Linked DNA regions of Canis lupus: region 2 is linked to region 1. The links are chromatin contacts, called in public Hi-C maps. All regions are on one chromosome and are shown on one strand. The core of a region is the stretch at or near the end of the contact, and the rest is flanking DNA. Distances in the headings are between cores, read along the strand shown.

Region 1 (7,952 bases), core at 1,812-4,311:
AGTGGGATAACAGGGGGCCATCCTTGTGTGGTTGGATGGAGCCATTTGACTTGTCTGGCCAGTGAGTAGAGGTGAATGGATTGTGTTAGTTCTGGGCAGAAGATGTCATTGTCAAGACAAGATCCTCTGGAATTCTCCTTTCCTCATGGTGAGGTGACTGGTAACATTTAAGATGGTGAGAGCTTGCTCAGCCTGGATCCCCTGTGACTACAATGAATAGAACATTTGTTTTTTTCTCTACCCATCCCTGTGTGACCAACCTGCAATGTGCAGTGAACCCACAGCAGTGTAGTAAAAAAGGCAATATCCACCATTATCTGAAAAGGCTATTAAATTACTTCCTCTCTGGGCAACTGGGTGGCTCAGTTGGTTAAGCATCCAACTCTTGATTTTGGCTCAAGTCATGTCTCAGGATCCTGAGGTGGATCCCTGGTGTCAGGCTCTGCGCTCAGTGGGGAGTCTGCTTGAGATTCTTTCCCTCTGCCCTTACCCCCACACTTGCTCATTTTCGCTCTATAAATAATAAATCTATCTATCTATCTATCTATCTATCTATCTATCTATCTTTAAATTACTTCCTCTCTTTTCCAAACATATATTTGTTGTGAGGCCAAATATTCTTCATGTACTTCAATCAGAGTAACAGATGGAATGCCGAAGCATATGAGAATCCAGCTGCCTTTAGTAAGCCGGACATTAAAAGGATTTGCAAGGACATACAACAATGCTCTTTTTCTCATCGGAGTACTTTTTCTTTGGAAAATATATGGAGCACCTGGGTGGCTCAGCTGGTTAAGCATCTACCTTCAGCTCAAGTCATGATCCCAGGGTCCTGGGATCAAGCCCCATGTCAAACTCCCCGCTCAGCAGGGAATCTGCTTCTCTCTCTCCCTCTGCCCCTCCCCTGGCTTGTGTTCTCTCTCTCAAATAAATAAGTAAAATCTTACAAAAAGAAAAGATATTTTTCTTTTTTTTAAAGATTTTATTCATTCATTCATTCATTCATTCATTCATTCATTCATGAGAGACACAGAGAGAGAGAGGCAGAGTCACAGGTAGAGGGAGAAGCAGGCTCCATGTCGGGATCCCAACGTGGGACTCGATCCCGGGACTCCAGGATCGTGCCCTGGGCCAAAGGCAGGCGCTAATCCGCTGAGCCACCCAGGGATCCCCAGGTAGTTATTTTTCATTAAATACGTTGTTTATGCTAACATGTCATGGGTTTATTATTGTACTTTGAAATAATGAATGCTCAACACTTTTTACAGTTTTAATTTCTACTAAATGTCAACAGATATACTAAATTTCTAATTTCTACTAAATGTCAACTGAATCCACAAAAGCTCTTTGGAGGCCTCAATAATTTTTAATATTTTAAAGGAGCCCTGAGACCAAAATGTCTGAGAGCTGCTGACCTAGACTATTCCAACTGTGACAGCAATTAGGGATTGGCACGCATTTTAAAATCACCAACAGCCATGGCCCATATAATTGTTTACAAATCTTACATTATTTTTAGAAAGCTTTAGTTTTTTAAAGATTTTATTTATTTGTAAGAGACACAGAGGGAGAGACAGAGACATAGGCAGAGGGAGAAGCAGGGTCCCTGCAGGGAGCCCGATTCAGGACTCGATCCCAGGACCCCAGGATCACGACCTGAGCCAAAGGCTGACGCTCAACCACTGAGTCACCCAGGTCTCCCTTAGCTTTTTAAGTCACAGTTTTTTTCTGATAAGGACACAATTCACTTTCGCTATGACAGATTGGAAAATGCAGACAAAAATGAGGATGACAATGTCAAACCATAATTTCACTACCCAGAGATAAACACTGGGAAGTTTTTGGTATGATTCTTAGCAGCACATTCTTCTCACTTACTCAACAACATAGAAACACATACACAGCCATAGGTAAATGCCTGGAACAATCCAGAGCCACCCTCTACAGGAAGCTTAGTCTCTTGCCTTTTGCATTTCACATTACTTAGTTAGAATTTTTTTCATCTATCAAATGTTCTCTGAAAATGTATACTTTCCATGCCAGAACTTCCTCATCAATACGCAGCATCGTTAGTTAAGTAAATTGTCTTTAAAAATCGTGAGGATCAAAAACTCAGGTGGTTCCTTATGGCCAACTGAATAAAATGAAAGTTACACTTATTTCAAATAAAGTCCACGAACAGCTAGCCCATTTTTTTCAATCCAAAAATCTCCCGATGAAAGCACAGTGAACATCAGTCCTGAGTATATCCTAAGAGGCCACTTCTTAGGCCCAAATTATGCAGAGTGTGATTTTCCTCTCCATGCACGAGGGGAAGGACAGAGCTTTGGAAAATGCTGAGTCTGCTCTAAATTGTCTTGTTGCTTTTGTCTGTTTCTCCCGTGAGAGAAAACACTGAGCACTTGCCACTCTTCCAAGCAGACACCCACCCAATGCCAGGCAGGATTGTCCACTAGAAATTTGTCTTATTTAGACCATTCCCGCTGTCATTTGAACAACACCGTTGTAACTCCAGAGTGCTCCAAGGGCACCATTGCCCGACTAAACTTTTCTTTGAACCTGATCTCTCGATGATGTTCTTGCTGCTGTTTGGAAAGTCACTGTCCACGCCCCTGGAGTGCTGGCCTTCCTGCTCCGGCAAAGCAGTGACAGTCCTGTTTATTTTTATTTTTTAATATTTTATTTAAATTCAACTTGCCAACATATAGTGTGACACCCAGTGCCCATCTCATCACCTGCCCTCCTTAATGCCCGTCACCCAGTTAGGCCATCCTCCCACCCACCTCCCCTTCTGCAACCCTCTGTTGGCCTCCCAGGGTTAGGATGGTCCTGTTCAAAGCCCAGTCTGGCGGCTGGAGTCACCTCTGCAGGCTTTTCCCCTCCAGAGGGTGGCAGTGTTTCACTTTGCAATCCTCCTTGCTCGGCTCAAATTCTCCACTAGCCGGAGGACAGCACAGATTTTCCTTTCCGCAGAATAAGCAGGATCTGGTGGTAGTCCATCCTCACCCACCTCCCCAGTCCTGCTGACTGTCGTTGGCTTGGAGAACTACTCTGAGAACATCAGGACTGACTCCTATAGGGTGATACGAATAGAATTCCGAGGGAAGGCATCTCGTGCTGGGACTGAGTGTGGGATGACACGGAAACATTGTTGAAAAGCCACCTGAATGTATTTGGGTGGCAATGGTTGAGGTGGGTGCCCACGACCCCTTCTTCCTGACTTTGTTCTAGCGATCACTTCTCCCCACCACGGCCAAGCAGGAGCATCTGGTCCTGCCCAGGATCACAGAGGGGCACAGAAGGGGACTTGGGGGTTCAGAGACAATAATGTAATAGTCAACCTGGTGGCCATGGCAGGGGTATGTTACTGAGTCTGAAAAGCTGACACTTGGGTCAATTTTTGCGTTGAATAAAACGTTCCATGTGTGTTGGGTTTCTATTGCTGCATAATAAATTACTACACATTTAGTGGCGTAAAATGACATCCAGTTTCTGTGGGTCTGAAGTCCGTGCACGGCATAGCTGGGTTCTCTTCTCAGAGTCCCATAAGGCTAGAATCAAGGTTTCTAGAAGGCTGCTTCTCCTCCAGAGCTCATGGGGTTGTGGCAGAAATCAGAATTCAAAATTGAGAGCCTTGCAGTCCTGGTTTCCTTGTTGACTGTCTTGCTGGGAGCTCTTTTCGCTCCTAAAGGCTGCTGCATTCCCTGACACATGTCCCCCTCTATCTCCAAAGCCATGGGGAACCTTCCTCGTGTTGCGTCCTCACACTGTGACTCTCCCTGACTTCTCTGTATCTGATCTCTAGACTCAGATTTAAGGTCTCATGTGTTTAGGTCAGGCCCACCCGCATATTCTCCTTACTTTACCTTAAGTACATCTACAAAACCCTTTCACAGCAGCACCTAAATAAGGGTTTGATCAAAGAATTAAGAGAATATATGTGACACCAGGGACAGGGGGTCTTTCTTGGAGACCATGAATTCCGTCACCAAGCCAGATAATAAAACACGCAAGCTCCCTTCTCTGACGCTGTTTCCATTCTTAACCAGGAGGTTGGGCTGGGGACATACAATAAAAGAAGAAAGGAAACAACAGGACACCTTGGCTGGTTGAGTGCTCATGAAGAATGTTAACGGGGCGGTATTAGAGTGGCAGGTGGCTGGAACACCTCACATGGGCTCTTTAGCCAAGACCTCTCTGGAGAGTTGACATGGAGCTGAGATACGAAAGGATGGATTGGACCAACGATGCAAAAGGCTAGAGGAAAAGCCTTCCAGGTGGACAGAATGGTAAGTGCAAAGATGGGATCTTGAGGAATAGAAAGGGAGACCGAGGTGGCGTGTGTGTCACATTTTCTCAGTCGCTCTGTACGCTGGGCAATGCAGCCTCCTCAGGCTGACCCAGGTGGGCCTGGTCTGCACACAATCAATGGCTGGTTCCGTACATGAGGCCAGTTGGTTTTGTGGAGGAGGAAGCAGAGGGTTTCTCGAAGGCCCTCAAGGCTAGTAAGATCCTCTGTTCCACTGGACCAGAGATCCTCTGCTGGGGGGGGGGGCTGAGAGCCATGACAGTGTGCTTGCCCAGAAAGCAATAAATGGTGCACATTATGCTCGCTGCTTGGACAGTTCCTAGTACTGCTTTCCCCCCAAAGAGAGCCTTAGAGGAGTTTAAAGGGATTTGAGCAGGTCATGAACAATGTTTGAAAATGCTGGAGAAAAGAGACTTGAACCTGCACTCCACACCCCTGTAACCCCAGGTTCACTCCCACAGGCTCTCCCAGTGGTGCCCAGTGGCCCCGGGGCTCAGCATTGAGGGCTGCCCTTCCTTTTGTATTTGAACTTGTATATTTGTGTGAAGTGAAGTAGTAGAGACATCTCTGATGTCTTGTTTTTTTGGGGGGGGGGCACAAATTAAAGGTATGTTTTGAGAGTTACATCAGAATGAGACAGATTTTGGTGCAAATAGCTTATATGAGAGCTATTTCATACCCTGGAATCACATTGAGGGTGGGGGCAAGGAAGGGATCAAAGCCATTAAGGGGTTGGCCAATGAGAGGGTTAAGGCTGTGGACCATCAGGGCTCCATTCTGAAGGGGACCCTTTGGGAGACTGAGTAACATCCCCTGTGGGTGAGGGACACTGGGGATTGCTTCTCTGACCCCGTCCCTCACTGGCTGGGGGTTGCTTCCATGGCTGTTAACTCCCTGGCACCTTTGACCTGCCCTACCGGGGGCCTGAGCATACTCCCCAGGTTAGAGAGACACTTTGAGGCAGAGAGACACCTATACATGGGGCAGGAAGGCAGCAACATGCACAGGAGCTGAAGCCAGGAGCTGAGGCCACAGATGACCCTCCCTGTGGGCTGAGGGGATATCGGTGGGACTCACGACACCAGGTCCGTTGCTGGGGACAGTGAGCTGTGATTTTTGTTTGGCCCTTGCATGGAGACCCCTTGGCCGAGAGCCGCCTGAGAGGAGCGTGTACGAGGCTGTGTTGCAAGCTGGCTCTCGTCTTGGCAGCCCCTGTGCTCTCTCTGTGATACCCGGTCAACCGTTCCCCTACACCGTGGCCTCAGACAAACTCTGCCCCTTGTCTGAACCCGGGCTTCCTTATCCTCTTCCTCACCATGATGCATTCATTAAAGATTTAAAGAGTGTGAATGGAAAGGTCCACATGAAGATGCCTTGGAGAGAGAGAGAGAGAGAGAGAGAGAGAGGCAGAGACACAGGCAGAGGGAGAAGCAGGCTCCATGCAGGGAGCCCGATGTGGGACTCGACCCCAGGACTCCAGGATCACGCCCTGGGCCAAAGGTAGGTGCTAAGCCACTGAGCCACCCAGGGATCCCCAAAGCCATACTTTCTAAAAACAAAGCAGGACATTGGCTTCAAGAATACTGGCCAAGTGACCTTGGACAGGCTGCACAATCATTCTGAACTCCACTTTCCTTATCACGACAATGAGGACGGCTAAGACTTACCTCACAGACTGACACAAGCATTAAATGAGGTGAAGTGAGAGCTCCTGATGCATGGGGGGTAAGCAGACTGTCACCGCCCGTGAGTCCTGCCAAAGAGGCTCGGCTCAGCATCCTGTTCGTATCACCCTGCAGCGGCAGTCACCTGCCAAAATATTCCCTTTTAGGAACAAAAAAGATCCAAGAAGTTTCAGCCTTTCTGTCATGCATCATTTCTCTCCAGTGACTGAGGAGTCATCAGATTTGCAGACCTCGTGTCCCTGCAGGGCCATGAATCACTCACAGCGCCATCAGAGCCCCCAGCAGGCTGCCAGCATGATTCTCTGGTTTGAATACAAGCAGGATAACCCGTGGGACTCTCGGAAGAGACTGGGGTCTGCGGAACTGGGGAGCCTGGGCAGGTAGCTACACTTGTGCCACTTAGTCCCTCTCAAAGGTTGAGTAAATTGGTGAAATTAATTAAGTTTCTCTTGGGATCAAAATAAAAAGTGTTTCTCATGAGAAGTTACAGGGAAGACAGACTAGAAGGATCCAGGCTGGTCACTCAGTCTCTGTTGTCCGCCCTTACATCTCTGTTCCTGCGGGGCTGTGTTTATGGAACTGCCTCTCAAGCCTTCCCTCTATCTGACCTTGTCATGAAATTGGAGGACTCAGATGCAGTGTGTGTGTGTGTGTGTGTGTGTGTGTGTGTGTGCGCGCACATGCACTTACAGATACCTGAAAGGAACATTTCCAGCACCCCAGGAAACTCTCTTGTGCTCCTTCCTAACTCATGCCCCTCCAGATGTTAACTACTACGCTGACCTCTATCACCTTACTTTTGAACTTCATAGATATGGAAGCATACAGTTGGCACTGTTTTGCGTCTCGGCTTCTTTTGCTCATTGATGTATCTGTTAGACTGATTTATATATTGTTGCTTGGGACAGGAAGCAAAAGTTTTGCTAGTGGCCAATCATGAGGGGTGCCACTCTCATTTCTGTCCCTTGGTGCCTGTACCCATGGATCTTCGCTAAGGCGGAAACAGCAGCATATGTTGGATGCTGATTCAGACCATACACGGCCCCTGCAGAACTTCCCTCCAGGTCTGCAAGGGGTTGACAACTAGCTAACACGGTGACTTAATCTTCCCCTGTCCTGTAGAGCCAGGAGCTTGAGGATGGTGATAAGAGCAGTGAATCCCATGACTGTGGTCCCACTGCCTGCACTTCATTTGCTGTGTTAGTGAGGGCAGTGCTAGCTGCTGTGACACAGCTGATCCACCCTGGGATCTCAGTGGCAAACACGCCAGGTGCTTCTTTCTTGCTGACTTACAGTTCAGTCACCAGTGGAGTGAGGTTGGGTCCCAGCGTGATGGGCACTGAGCCACCTTCAACCTGCTGCCAGATGAGGGAAGAGAAAGCAGAGGAACAAGAGTGAATGGTGCAAGCACAGGTGCTGGCGTCGATCACTTCTCTTCGTGTACTTCGCCTACGATTCAGTTACATGCTCACAAGCAACTGCAAGGGAGGATGGGAAATACAACCAAACCAGTGCACCTCCAGGGAATGAGGGAGATAGGCCGAGAAACAGCTGACCCATCTCTGCCACGGGAGATTTCCACAATAGACCTTCAGAGCTCGCAGGAGAATGCTAGCTCTGGAAGGGATCATAGAGGTCATGTAGCCTTGTTTTCAACCAGGGCTGTGCCACCCTTTTAAGGGACCACCCAACTGGAAATGTGTGGTGCTGTCTTAATGGTGACAATCAGTGGCAGTCACTACTGGTGGTGACTAGGGGCTGGGAATGTGGTCCTGGGCAGAAAACAACTAGCTCAACCTGTTCATTTTACAGGGGAGGTAAAGCCTAAGGTGGAAAGATGCCTGTCTGTGGTCACAGTGTGACCTGCGACAGCAATTCAGGTCCTCACTCTGGATCCAGCATCTGCACTCCTCCGACACAAGATGTGATGGTTAAAACTGCACGCTCTGGAGCTGGAC
Region 2 (7,952 bases), core at 2,986-5,485, 450 kb after region 1:
GAGAACATTTTGTGTTCTTCAAAATGCAAAAGAAAGATGGCTTGATCTCTCCTCCATGCTCACAAAGCACTTGAAATGGCAACTCTAGTAGCACTTAACTCATGGCCTCAGAAGTATTCTTGAGTCTATCTTCAGCTCAGAATAGAGTTCCGTGAAAGGAAGTTAGCAAACAGTTGTTCAAAAACTGCAGCGGTGATGCTAAAATGAATGAACAAATGAAGAGGTACCAAAGGGAAGGGAACAGCATGCCATGTGCAGCAAGTGGAGTGAAGAATGGAAGGAAGAGAAGATTAAGAAAATAAAAGCAATTATTTCGCTTTATTTCTAGCCTCCAGGATCTCTCAAGCTATGCAGGAAAGCCCTTGTGTATACAGCCAGCCCAACACCGTTCAGAACCCCCTACCTATGTGAAAGCTGACGGCCCTTAAAGAATTGAATGCCACCTCTCATAATACAGGCTGGTGGATGGTCCCTTGGTCTTCGGGGTTTTGGCATTTCATCAAGAAGAGGTGGTTACAGACTCATCCCCAGCTGGGGGCTCTCGGACTAAAATTCATATGGAATTAAATAATTCTAGCCACTTTGGGAGAGGCAGCTTATAATAAAGTTGCCCACCCTCTCCTTGCCTCTCCAGGTAATTTCTCTGACCTATTTCTTTACTAAGTAATCATCTTCTTCTGTGTTGGAACTCATGGGTTGTCTACAAGCTTCTTTATTATTGTCATTGCTGATTGCTTTTGCTTTGCTGTCGTTTCAATGAATTCACATGATGGAAATGGTGGGGAAAATGAAGTCAAGTGCTTGAGGGATGGTGGATCAAGATGGCCATTACAAGTGGGGATCATTTGTAATCTGCAACTTTTAAAGGATCATTTCCAACTCTCAAATATTAAGTTACATTTCAACTCATGTCCCCCAACATTTTGTTTACCTCAGATTAAAAGTAGGATTTGTTTGGGTCAAAGTCTGTACTACGTTATTTTAATTACTGTTGTAAAGTGTCAGACTGACTTTGGAACAGAAGGAAACCTAGAGATAAAACACTTTGTGAGACATGATTTTTATCACCTGCCACTACAAATAAAATGAAAGGGAGTTTCCATTTATATGAGACCCAGAAAACAACATTTTTACTGCCTCATGGATTTTCTAAAGATTTTTCTAAGATATAAAGATAACATTTGTTCATCACATGTAACTAGTAACTGGAGAAAAATGTACAAAAGAAAATGGAATCACTTATAATTGCATCATATCGGGAATCACTGTGAATGACTGTTCACATTTTTAGAACTTGCCCCAATAAACTTTTTAAAATAAATAATATAATTTAAGGCATAATTGTATATATTTTGCAATTTAACACTTTATAAGGAGTAACTTCCTGTGTCATTAATATTTCTTATAATCATAACAACTGTTTAATATTTCCATCTAAGGGATGTACCATGATTCATTTAACCTTTCAACTGTAGGTTTAAGAAAAACAGCAAGGAATATTTTAGTTTATCGATCTTTGTGTGAATTTCTGATCATTCTACATTCATGGAATGGATTTACTGCTCAAATGGGTATAAACATGTTCAAGTCTCTTGGTGGTCAAGCATTCTCTTAATTATTATGGTATTTGCCAAGCAATGACTTGTGACCAAGAACTATATAGAAGATGCTGGGGATATAGCAGTAGACAGAAAAAGAACATTCCTTTTCTATGAGAAAATTATTTGCTACAAGGGAAAACTGACATTTAAAAGTAAATAAATAAATAGCAATCTAGTATTAAAGGAGGAATTAACAGTATTTTTTAAAAGATTTATTTATTTAGAGAGAGAGACAGAGGAGAAAAAAAGCATGAGCCGGGTAAGGGGCAGAGGGATAGGGACAGGGAGATAAAGAGAATCTCCAACAGACTCCTTGCTGAGTAGGGAGTACAAGGTGGGGCTTGATCCCATGTCTCTGAGATCATGACCCCAGCCCAAGTCAGACACTTAATGGATTAAGCCACACAGGCACCCCAAATTTAACAGTATTAAGTAGACCTAACATTGGAGAGAAAAGAGAGTGTTGAATGAAAGCTCCACCAGAAGATGACTTTCAGACAAATCCTCAGCCATTCCATCATCTGAGGGAAGGGCATTTCAGACAAAGGGAATAACGAGTCCAAAGATAAAAGCATGAGAAAAGACTTGGCCTATTTTAGGAAGTGAAAGGAGACTGGAGTCCCTGTTGTGTGTTTAGCTTGGGGAATAGTTCCATCTCAGGCTGATACTTAGAAACCAGATCATGCATAGTCTGGTGGGCCAGGGCAAGAAGCTGACTCTTTGAACAATGGGTAGGCAGGAACTGTTTTTCAGTAGGGAAAGTTAGGATCATAATGTTTGGAGAATTCTCATCCTGATTGGTAGTTGGAGAATAAAAAAGAAGGTAAGAGCCCTAAAGGAGAAACCAGTGAGAAGGACACTGCAGTAACCTATGTCCCAGAAGGTGGCTAGGGAAATCAAAAGAGGTAGGCTAATTTGGCATATATTTTGGAGTATCAAGGTATATAGAATATATGGAGTATATAGAGTATATAGCACCTGGCAGTTAATTATCAAATAGTAATAGGAAGTTGAGGAAAAGGTGGGAGTGGGGAGGTGATAGGAGATAGTTCTAAACTATCATCTAGTGCTTGAGTAAATGAGTGGATGCTGGATAACATAGTATTATTATATACATGGGAGCAGTTGCAGAAAAAATCTATTTTACACATATTAAATATGAGATGCCTATTAGACACCAAGTTGAGATAATAAAGACAAATGATATTGGAGTTGGGAGTAGAAAATATGGAATAGTGAGAAATATGAACTTGAAAATATCAGTAAAAGTGAAGAATCAAGAGAGGTAATTAAAGATGGCAAGTGGCAGTGTGTTTATATACTGATGGGAATAATCCAGGAGAAAAAGAAAAAGAGAAATTGAAAATGCACAGCATACAGAGGATTATGGAAAAACTGAAGTCCTAAGAGAACCCTGGGAGACAGGTATACCAACTAAGGTATATGGAACTGGGAAACTTATTCACCAACTTCCATCAGTCACTGGTTGAGATTGCCACCCAAGAGGTGGCAGTGGGCAGTTATTCCCCAGCATTTCTGGCCTGCCTTGGACATATGCTGAGCCAATTCTGGTGAGCAGAGAAAGCCATCAGGCTGACTACTAAGTGCTTTTGTTAGAAGCTTTGGGTTGGCATATACAGGAATGGTGAGTGCCAAGGGTAAATAGGGCACCAAAAGGATCTACTCTCCCACGTGATATTTTCTTCATGGAATCTGAATTTTAAACATAGAGACAAAACTGATGACAACAACAACAACTTTGGGTGATACTGAATAGGTGTCAAGAAATAAAAAAAAATTGTTTTACCCATAGCCTTGTGCCTCTCATACAGAGAGACCTGAACTGGGGAATTTAATGAATGTTAACTCTCTAGGTCTCAATATCCTAATGTGTAGAACGATGGGAAAAGTAAGTAAGTAAAAAGAATAGGGCTTCCTTACAACTCTAACTTTCAACTATTTGAGTTTAGGTGTAAGGGAATTCTTCTTTGTTCTCATTAGCTGTATCAAAGCATTTCAGCAGGTATTTAGTATCTACCATCTAACCACTTCAACTTATTACATATCTCTTTTGAGTATCTACTCTTTGCTAGTCACTGTTCAAAGCGCTTTATATATGGTATCTTTAATCATGGCAGGCATCTGAGAAAGGTAACCTAAGTCATTTTACTGATGAGGATTCTGATTCTGAGAGGTGATATGATTTACTCAGATCCTTCTAACTTGCAAATACTTGTTTTGTTTTGTTTTGTTTTGTTTTAATACTGCATGACAGTGAGATGCTGATGACTATCTGCACAAGGAAAGGAAATGAGGAAGCTGTAGTAGGCTCTTCACTCTCAGCAAAGGCTGCGGCCGCTGACAATGACCCGAGAGCAGCATGAGAACATGGGAAGACTTTCTCCGAATTCAGCCCATCATTCCAAGTGCACTTCTTTCTTTGGATGCATGAGCGGAACTGAAGAGAGTGCACGAGGGTTCTGGAGTTTACCGACTAATCAGACGTTTTTAAGCCCACAGAATTCCTTGTTATTATTAATGTCCCCTTAGGCTGCAGCCAGTGGACGGTTGACCACAACAAAGATGGCGACAGCGGCCTCACCACGGTAACGGCGACGCTATTTGCCAACGAGCGCGTCAATGCTTACTTCCGGCCTGCCTATTTAACGTCACTTCCGACCCCGGCTCCGCGGCGTGTGCGCCGTGCTTCCCGCTGCCGCGGTGCCCATGCAGAGCCCCGGGGCTGTGGGATCTGAGTGAGTCTCGCGGAGGGAATCCGAGGGAATGTGGGGCCGGCAACATGGAAGGGGAAGCTGGGAAGCCCGCGGCTGTTGTCGCGGTTGTGACTGAGCCTCGGTTTACCCAGCGATACAGAGAGTATCTCGAGAAACAGCAACTCCTAGATAGACAGCACCGTCTGGAAAAGATGCCGGATGGCACGGTGGCGCTGCCGGTGCTGGGCGAGGCGCTCCCTGAGCGGCACCTGCAGGAGCTGCGGAACCGTGTGGCTCCAGGCAGCACCTGTAGGGTAACGCAGCTCCGGGATCCTGTTCCCTCAAAGAAGGCCCAGGGTGGTTCGCCCGCCCAGAGGCTGCGTCTTGAAGTGAGTCGCTGGGTAGAGGGCCGGGGAGTGACGTGGTCCGCTGACTTGGAGGCTGATTTGCCCCGATCTTGGCAACGACACGGTAACCTCTTGTTGCTGAGCGAGGACTGTTTCCAAGCCAAGCAGTGGGAAAATCTGGAACCAGAACTCTGGAAGACTGTTGCGTCGGCACTTGGCGTCCATCGTGTGGCCAAACGAGGGCGGGTATCACCCGATGGCACTCGAACCCCAGCAGTGACTCTGCTGCTGGGCGACGATGGCTGGGTAGAGCATGTGGATAATGGGATCCGATATAAGTTTGACGTGACCCGGTGCATGTTCTCCTTCGGAAACATCACGGAGAAGCTTCGAGTGGCATCGCTGCCCTGTGCTGGAGAAGTGCTGGTGGATCTGTATGCGGGGATTGGTTATTTTACATTGCCCTTCCTAGTCCATGCTGGGGCTGCCTTCGTCCATGCCTGTGAGTGGAATCCCCATGCGGTAGTTGCTCTGAGAAAGAACCTTGATATCAATGGAGTAGCACATCGGTGCCAGATACACTTTGGGGATAACAGAAAACTGAAGCTCTCAAACATTGCAGACAGGGTGAACCTGGGGCTGATTCCCAGCTCGGAAGAAGGCTGGCCCATTGCCTGCCAACTGCTAAGACGGGATGCGGGGGGCATTTTGCATATCCACCAAAATGTGGAATCTTACCCAGGGAAGACTCTCCAGCCTCCTGGAAGCAGTGAAATGGAAAAGGAGCATTCTTCTTATCCTCAGCAAATTGTCACCAACCAATGGACAAATGGCGCTACCAGGGATTCTAGGAGAAAAATGCCATCAGCAGCCACCAAACCAGAGTGGCAGAGGTGGGCAGAGTCTGCAGAAACTTGTATTGCCACCCTTCTTCAGCAGGTGCACGGGAAACCATGGAAGACCCAAATCCTGCACATCCAACCGGTGAAATCCTATGCTCCCCACGTGGATCACATCGTGTTGGATTTGGAATGCCGCCCCTGTGCTCTACATGGCTAAAGAAGGTGGATCCTGAGACACAAGGATCTGCATGTGAGTGACCCTTAATACGCAAGTTTAGGCAGGGCTCTCCCCTCTCTTTTCTCCTGGCAACCTATTTTAATATTTTGTGGCCCTGAAAGCAGGCTCTAGATCAATCCACGTCCTCTCATTTGTCTTCCATTAACACATTGAGAATGAACTCTCTATCTGGGAGAAACCGTATGGCTGACTCACTGAAGTGAAGCCTGTGCGGTGAATTCTGACCTCGGTCCTTCCTGTCTTACCTTGGGAACATCCTTACTTGCAAAATGAGGGTTTCTTTGAATGGTCTCACGTGGCTGTTTAATAAGCAGTTGTACACAAGCTTTGATTAATTTAGAGTGAAAGACACAGTGTTGTTTCCAAAATCACTCTAGCTACAATATGGGAAACCGGTCCGGAGAAGGGCCAAGATGGAAGCAGGGAGACCTGAGAGGAGGCTTCTGTGGTTGTCCAGGGAGGAGATGGTGGCGGCTTGTATTAGGGTGATGGGCGTGGGAGGCAGGGAAGGGGGCAAGGGGAAGTGGATGGAGTTGAGATGCGAAATTGATGGGACTAAGCAACAGAGTCTAAATCAAAGCATTCAAATTGTTCTTTGTTATTAAGACTGACTAAACTAGGAAGGAAGTGGTTAAGAATTACTCTATTAACTTCATGCCCTTTATCATTCCTAAATGAGTGTTGGGGAAGATGTCTTATAGATTAGGTTTGTTGTAGAAAAGAGATTAAGAAGGACTGTTTCAAATTATGGGGAAACTAGATTTCCGGCCTTAAGTTTGTGCAATACGCTACCTATTCTATTTTTAATTTTTAAGAGATTTTATTTGAGAGAGAGCAAGAGTGCATGAGCATGAGTGAGGGTGGGAGGAAGGCAGAGGGAGAGAGAGAAGCAGACTCCCCGCTGAGCACGGAGCCCAACGGGAGGCTCCCTCCCAGGACCCTGAGATCATGACTGAGACGCTTAATTGAGCCACCTATGTGCCCCTAAACTAGCTATTTTTAAAGTTCAAATCTTAGATTTTAACAGGCCTCAGATTCCCTTTTCCTATTTCTTTTCTGGTGGACATCAGGGCCAAAATAAGATGCTCTAGGGAATGTGAGCCAATCTGCAGAGTTTCTCAAGCCTCACCTTATTTTATGGCTGTCTGCCAGCCCCATTGTTTACCACTGGAATGTCTAATTGCAGAGAATCACTGTTTACCTTTGGGATGACTAATTTTGCGAATCACTTCAGAGCTTTGTTTTGGTGCTCTTTGAAACCATCTGGGTTTGTTTGCCTGAAGAAGGAAACATGAAAAGTGTGGCTTTATCAGGATTATGATCGTAGCTGGCATTTGGTTGGCTCGGTCGGGTTGGGCTGGGGCTGCTTGTCCTTTTCTTGTAATAGTGTCAGTAAGGACAGGATAGGTTCTGTTTCTTATTCGATGCATATTAAGAGCCTTCTATGTATATGAACTGCAGGTGCATTAGATATAGCCTCAGTTTCTGACTCACAACCTAGCAGCAGAAATAACACAAAAGCAGAAAGAATTGGAATACGATAAGGACCATATGAGTGAAAGCGTGATATAGAAGTGCAAAGGTGGAGAAGAGAAGTGCTGAGAAGGGGGAGGTCTTCAGAGGTAGTATTTGAACTGGCTCTTAAAAACTGGGTAAGATTTTGGTAAGTAGAGTCAGGGTGGAAAAATGTTAGTGGGAGAAAAAAACAAGTGCGGAAAATTTGCTCAAAGTGTTTGGAGCATCGTCAGTAGATCAAAAGAAGTAGTGAGAGATGTGTTGAAGATGGAGGTTGTTGAAGGATTAAAAAGAAGTGTCTAGTACTCAGTAAAGCCTCCAGGAAATGTTAGCTCTCGTTGATCCCACCACAGAAGGGGGCCTGATTGTTCTTTACCCATCCCACAGATTAACCTGTCTTTTTGGCTTAATCATCTCCTTTTTTACATATTGGGTTTCTTCTCATGTATTCCTGCAGCTTTCAAGCCTCAACCCAAAAAAATGCCATGCTGGAGCTTGAACCAATAAGAGGAGAAGGAAGGCAGGGAGGAAACAATGGGGAAGGTGAGTCAGGAAGCCACCTGCCCAGGGGCTGAGGAATTACCTTTCATCCATAAGCTATGGTAAGGCAGCTGAAGTCAGATTCACCTGAATGAATCCGTTCACTCTGCTATATATCCACATATAGCAGGGTGGATGAGGGTTGAGGGTTCAGG

The links. A called contact is a pair of places that touch in the nucleus more often than the background predicts.
Region 2: a Hi-C map of skin fibroblasts shows a contact between it and region 1, with 4 times the contacts expected there. The contact joins two enhancer-like sites. A contact is called at or near these places in 4 of 9 Hi-C or Micro-C datasets (amygdala, blood, liver and 1 more).

Annotation. Positions count from the first base shown.
Region 1 is chr13:22,504,655-22,512,606 of UU_Cfam_GSD_1.0, forward strand. No RefSeq gene overlaps it. Among named protein-coding and RNA genes, the nearest start is that of FER1L6, 43 kb to the right of the region's middle. Within about 2 kb of position 3,062, at least 3 of the 20 cell types and tissues checked have an H3K27ac peak or open chromatin away from gene starts, as enhancers often do.
Region 2 is chr13:22,954,591-22,962,542 of UU_Cfam_GSD_1.0, forward strand. TRMT12 (tRNA wybutosine-synthesizing protein 2 homolog) reads left to right here. Exons shown (of 4, transcript XM_038555461.1): 2 at 3,877-5,164; 3 at 5,602-5,754. The coding sequence starts at 4,402. Among named protein-coding and RNA genes, the nearest start is that of RNF139, 17 kb to the right of the region's middle. Within about 2 kb of position 4,236, at least 13 of the 20 cell types and tissues checked have an H3K27ac peak or open chromatin away from gene starts, as enhancers often do.